Linked DNA regions of Arabidopsis thaliana: region 1 is linked to region 2. A link is a contact called in public capture Hi-C data. All regions are on one chromosome and are shown on one strand. The core of a region is the stretch at or near the end of the contact, and the rest is flanking DNA. Distances in the headings are between cores, read along the strand shown. Region 1 holds the start of AT5G37170 (O-methyltransferase family protein). Region 2 holds the start of AT5G37070 (hypothetical protein (Protein of unknown function, DUF538)).

The links. Capture Hi-C pulls out chosen DNA fragments and counts their contacts.
Region 1: a contact with region 2 is called in a capture Hi-C map of seedling, with 1.6 times the contacts expected there. The contact joins the promoter of AT5G37170 here to the promoter of AT5G37070 in region 2. A contact is called at or near these places in 6 of 26 Hi-C or Micro-C datasets (cotyledon, leaf, root and 1 more) and 2 of 3 other capture datasets (root and seedling).

The regions. Positions count from the first base shown.
Region 1 is chr5:14,711,289-14,713,988 of TAIR10.1, forward strand. It overlaps AT5G37170 (O-methyltransferase family protein), which reads left to right and starts at 1,446. Exons shown (of 4, transcript NM_001344165.1): 1 at 1,446-2,002; 2 at 2,163-2,475; 3 at 2,551-2,615. The coding sequence starts at 2,280.
Region 2 is chr5:14,649,517-14,652,216 of TAIR10.1, forward strand. AT5G37070 (hypothetical protein (Protein of unknown function, DUF538)) reads left to right here and starts at 1,397. Exons shown (of 3, transcript NM_123066.4): 1 at 1,397-1,661; 2 at 2,108-2,162; 3 at 2,261-2,700. The coding sequence starts at 1,575. The coding sequence ends at 2,631.

The DNA.
Region 1 (2,700 bases), core at 196-2,695, 62 kb after region 2:
GCATTGTATTATGTTTTTTCTCATTATGTCGAAATGAAGAATATAACAATGTATGTTTGATGACTTTTTCAAACACTCCTTGTATACCAGTAGGGGTGGGCATTGGGGTAAGCCGTTTGTATTTGGGTAAAACCCAATCGGATACCAATCCTTCGGATAAAGAAGTTTAAGATCCAATAGGGTAAATCTAAATTATCAGTTCGGTTTCGGTTCGGTTCCAGTCGGGTTCAGATAAGTTTGGTGTAGAATTTCAGGCTCTTTTGGAACCGATACCAGAATTTTCGATTTTTAGGTAAATATATGGATTTTCGGGTAAAATTTTGGGTTTCGGATAAAATTTAGATTTTCGAATAAAATATTCAGGTATTTTCGGGTAGAGGAATTTAGGACCCAATAGGGTACATCTTCGGGTTCAGTTTTGGGTCCAATTTTTTGGGTCGGTTCCGGTTCAGGTAATCGGATCCAGTTTTTTTTTCCCCAGCCCTAATACCATTATCGTCAATGTTTCCTACTTACTTTTGGATCCGCTCTCAAGTGTGATTCAAGTAACTTATAGTTTGAATATATATTTAAACAATTTTTACTATTCAGAATCTAAATGTAAACATTATTAATGGAAGTCTAAAGATTCAAATTAGTTTAATTGTTGAAGTATTAGAGTATCTCCATCAAGGAGAAATCCATTTAGTTTCTCAAACAAAAAAAAATATTAATATTTTATTATAATTTTGTTTTATGATTAAATTTTTATTTTAGTAAAAAAATTGAACCAATTGAAAGTAAAGAAATATTATGATTGCATGTAGAGAGTATCTCATAGTTTCTCACTTGAGAAACTTTCTACATTCTCTCTTTTTTTTAATTATTATTTTATTAGTGAGAAACTCAATATTAAGATACTCCTAATGGAGATGGTCTTATTATCTATGCCGGTTTCACTTTTTCGTTTGCCTAACATTACTCAAACAAACCAAGAAGCTTAATCCCTAAATAGGTCTATGCATAATTAGGTTTGCTATTGATAGCCTCCACTTAGAACCACGTCCGTCTTCGTAGATTATCACGTGGGTTGTCCAGCCAAAGATATCACTTTAAGATGGTTCACATTGTATCCATGGTCAAGTCTTCATGAATTACATTAGTCCCTTATTATTTTTGTTGGTCATCAAAATAAAAGAAAATTTGTAAGGTTATCATATTACCTCGAGAAATTTGAGATTTTGCATAATTGTTTGATATCAATCGATGCAAGCAAGATTTAGACGTTTCTTCAACATAAAATTTGTAGACATAAGGTGAATTTTTAGACTGATGTAGATAATGCTTTCGTTAGCCCCTATGAATATAAAATTTTAGGCACAAATCGTAGTCATGAGTCACCAAATCAAATGTCGGTACTCGGTACACTTGGTTTGAGATCTCTCCCTATAAAATGGAACTAAGTTTACCTGTTGACACCATCCTTTCTTTCCGACTCTACCTTTGTTATCCATCTTATTCTATTTTCTAACCAACGACAACAATGACAAACCATCATCAAGAGTCCTTAACCACTTACCCTAAACCGGGTCCAACCAGAGAACAAGAACAAGTTGACGAAGAAATGATGAGCATGCAAATGCAAGCGTTGAGGATCACAAACTCATTGGCTTTTCCCATGGTTTTCAAAGCTGCCTTAATTGGAGCTTGGCGTCCTCCATACGATTGTTGCCCTTGAGGAGGGCGTATGGCTCTCGCCTTCCGAGATAGCTTTTGGTCTCCCTACCAAGCCTACCAACCCAGAGGCACCGATGTTGATAGACCGTATGTTACGGTTACTCGTCAGCCACTCGATCTTGAAATGTCGTTTAGTTGAAACCGGAGAAAACAATCGAACCGAAAGTACCCAAAGGGTATATGCAGCGGAACCGGTTTGCGCTTTTTTCGTAAACCGTGGAGTCAACTCAGGTTCTCTCATGTCCCAGTTCATGTTGCTCCAAAGCCAAGTCTTTTTCAAAACTTGGTACGTTATACGTACCTAAATATTTGCAAATCAGCCAAATTAGTAGTTGATCCTCATTTGTATTAAACCGGTTAATAACCTCTTTACTAAACCAATATGCGATAAAGGTACTCTATATATACACGTACTTTCAATGAACAATAGAAGATTTATGTTACAGGACACATCTGAAGGATGTGATACACGAAGAAAAAGATGCATTCAGTTCTGCCCATGGCATGGGACTCTACGAATACGTTGTACGGACGAACAATTCGCTGCTATATTTAACCAGGCAATGTCAGATTCCTCTACCATGATCATGACGAAGATTTTAGAAGTTTACAAAGGATTAAAAGATGTAAATACTTTAGTTGATATTGGAGGAGGACTTGGCACCATTCTAAATCTTGTCATTTCGTCCAAGTATCCTCAAATTAAGGGTATCAATTTCGATCTAGCCGCAGTTTTAGCCACTGCTCCTTCTTATCCCGGTACATCATTTGATCAATTCTGACAAGTTGAAAATTGATTTAATTTTATTTAGTCTTACCAAAATTAATTTTTAGGAGTTGAGCATGTACCCGGAGATATGTTTATAGACGTTCCAAAAGGAGATGCAATCTTCATGAGGGTAAGTTATATACATATACATACGTTATACATATACATACGTATCTTGAATGGAAAATTTTATGATTACTATAATTTACAAACTA
Region 2 (2,700 bases), core at 147-2,646:
AACACATGAAATATTGCTCTCTCTCGCTCTCTCTTAATTCTTTTTAACTCTCTCAATCTCTCTCCTCAAATTGGATATGAGTTTTTCGGTGAGCGATCTCTTTCTTCCTCATGGATCTGGTTAACTTTCCAGAACAGATGGTGAATCCGTCGGAAAATCTTGCACAAAACTAACTGTATATCAAAAATGAGGAGTGGAGCCCATATTTTCAATGTCAGGATAGCTACTGGCTTCTATGCTTTTGATGAAAACTTTAATATCATCCATGATGCAGATATTCATGAAAGATGGATGTTAGTGAGAATGACTGTCAGAACCCCTGCTATTCCGGGTGTTGCTTTTGCCCAATACGATCCAACTAGGTTTTAGGTCACAATACATTTACAGCTCAGTTCACGAGCATTCTCTCTTGCTTCTTTACAAATTAAGTAATAGTAATGTTTCATGTGGTTCATACAACCACGGCGAATAAGATTTGCACAACCTAATAATTATTGTAGCTTTGTTTTTTATATTTTCAGAGTTCAAAATTGAACCATAATTTAACTAGCTACATAAAAAACAATTTCATTACAATAAAATGAGCATATGAAGTTGTGGTACAATTGTAATTAATAGAGGTTTTTCATATGCATTTGCATATATCTAAAGGTCGAATATGACGATGTGGAGAGCTTTTTAATGGTGATTTTTTTTACAGAATTCTAGAAGATGACGAACTAAACGAAATCATATTCTTGGTGAGTGCTTCTAACCTTATAGAAAATCTTTTAAATCTTGTCTTCTAATGATATGCAAACTTGTCATGTTTTCTTTGTTGAGGAAATGAATCAAGCCTTGTAAATTCATTATCAGTTAGTGACGATACAAAGTGGATGTTGAAACTTCATGGCTACAGAGATACTTAGTTCTCATATATCAAAAATTTGCATATATTCATATGTTTTCTTCCAACGATTAAATGCTTTGAGATACGACTATATTGTACATCTTTCAGTTATTGTTAATTTTCTTAAAACTAGATTCGGACCGCATGTTCGTGCTGGATTATGTGTGTAGATGTATTTGTTTGGTATAGTATTCATTAATCCAAACCAGGGGGAAAAACAATGCTTTATAGGAGGGTCAACTGACCCCATAACTTTTTAAAACTTCTATGTTATTAGTAGCCTAAAACAATTTTTTTGACCCTAATACAAAGATTAATGTTAGAACATGAAACAAAAAAATAGTTCAAATACTTGAAATTTAGTTTCATAGCATGCATTAATGAAACAAAGGGAATAATAAATTATTAAACATGATTAAGGTGTTCTTAGTTTTACACGTGGGGGTTGTCAAAGTTGACCAAAGCGTTCTCACTGTTTCTTTAATGAGAAACAAATCAAATAACATGGGAACGTCAGAGTAAAACTCGTGTCGTTTTGATAATTTAACAACTAACGTTGCGCTGTTTTTTAGTTACTTAGACACGGTGAGAAACACAAAAACTATAGACGACGAAACGATTCCTCAAACGCAGAAGTCTTCTCCTTCTCTCGACGGATTAAGCTTTTACACAGAAGAGGAGAGATATGGATCAGATACTGAACAAAGTTGGCTCTTACTGGTTAGGGCAAAAGGCAAACAAAGAGTTCAATTCCGTCGGTGACGATTTCAATGTAAAATTTACATTTTTCCTCTCTTTTAGTTATCCTCAAGACTTTTTGCTTTGTGGGTTTTAGTTTCCTGTTTGAGAGGAAAAAGCATCAATCTTTGATTAAGGGTTTTTAATTTCGAAGGCTTTTTAGTCTTTCTAATGCTTGGTTTTGTGAACATGTTTGTCTTATTGTCTGGAGTTACATGGTCTAGTTTAATAAACATTGTCCTGTTTTAACAGAAATTTCATAACTTTTTACCTTAATTGAATCCTTCATTGATCTTTAGTGGAGGGTTCTTCAGCTTGTTATAGAAAGAAAGAGTGGATAGTGATTTGCTATTAGTATGGATTCCATTTGAACTGTTAATGCTGCAATTTGTATTTTATGGTAACATATCATGAAAAAGTTTGGATCTCATGAGATACAAATGTTCCTGAGTCTGATGATATTTGGATTCATTTTTGCAGTCATTGTCTAGCAGTATTGAAGGAGGTACCAAGTGGTTAGTCAACAAACTCAAAGGTTTGTATTATGTATTTAAATCTCCTTCAGTTCTTGAAATATCTGTATAGTTTGTTAGTCATGTTTTGGCTATGTGTGTTATTCTTGTTTATTGATAGGAAAAATGCAGAAGCCATTACCTGAATTGTTGAAGGAATTTGGTCTACCAGTTGGGATCTTCCCACAGGATGCTACAAACTATGAATTCAACGAAGAGACGGGTAAATTGACTGTATTCATCCCTGAGACATGTGAAGTTGGGTACAGAGATTCATCGGTTCTGCGGTTTTCAACTACGGTAACGGGTTACTTGGAGAAAGGGAAGCTAGCAGAAGTGGAAGGCATGAAGACAAAGGTTATGATATGGGTGAAAGTGACTTGTATCTCAGCTGATTCATCAAAGGTATATTTCACAGCCGGGATTAAGAAAAGCAGAAGCAGAGATGCTTATGAGGTAATACGACCTGGTGTTGGTGTTGATAAATTCTAAAACTTATAGATCAATTTTTATGGGACAATAAAGTTACAACTTCCTAAGTAATGTTTTTGTGTGTATGTT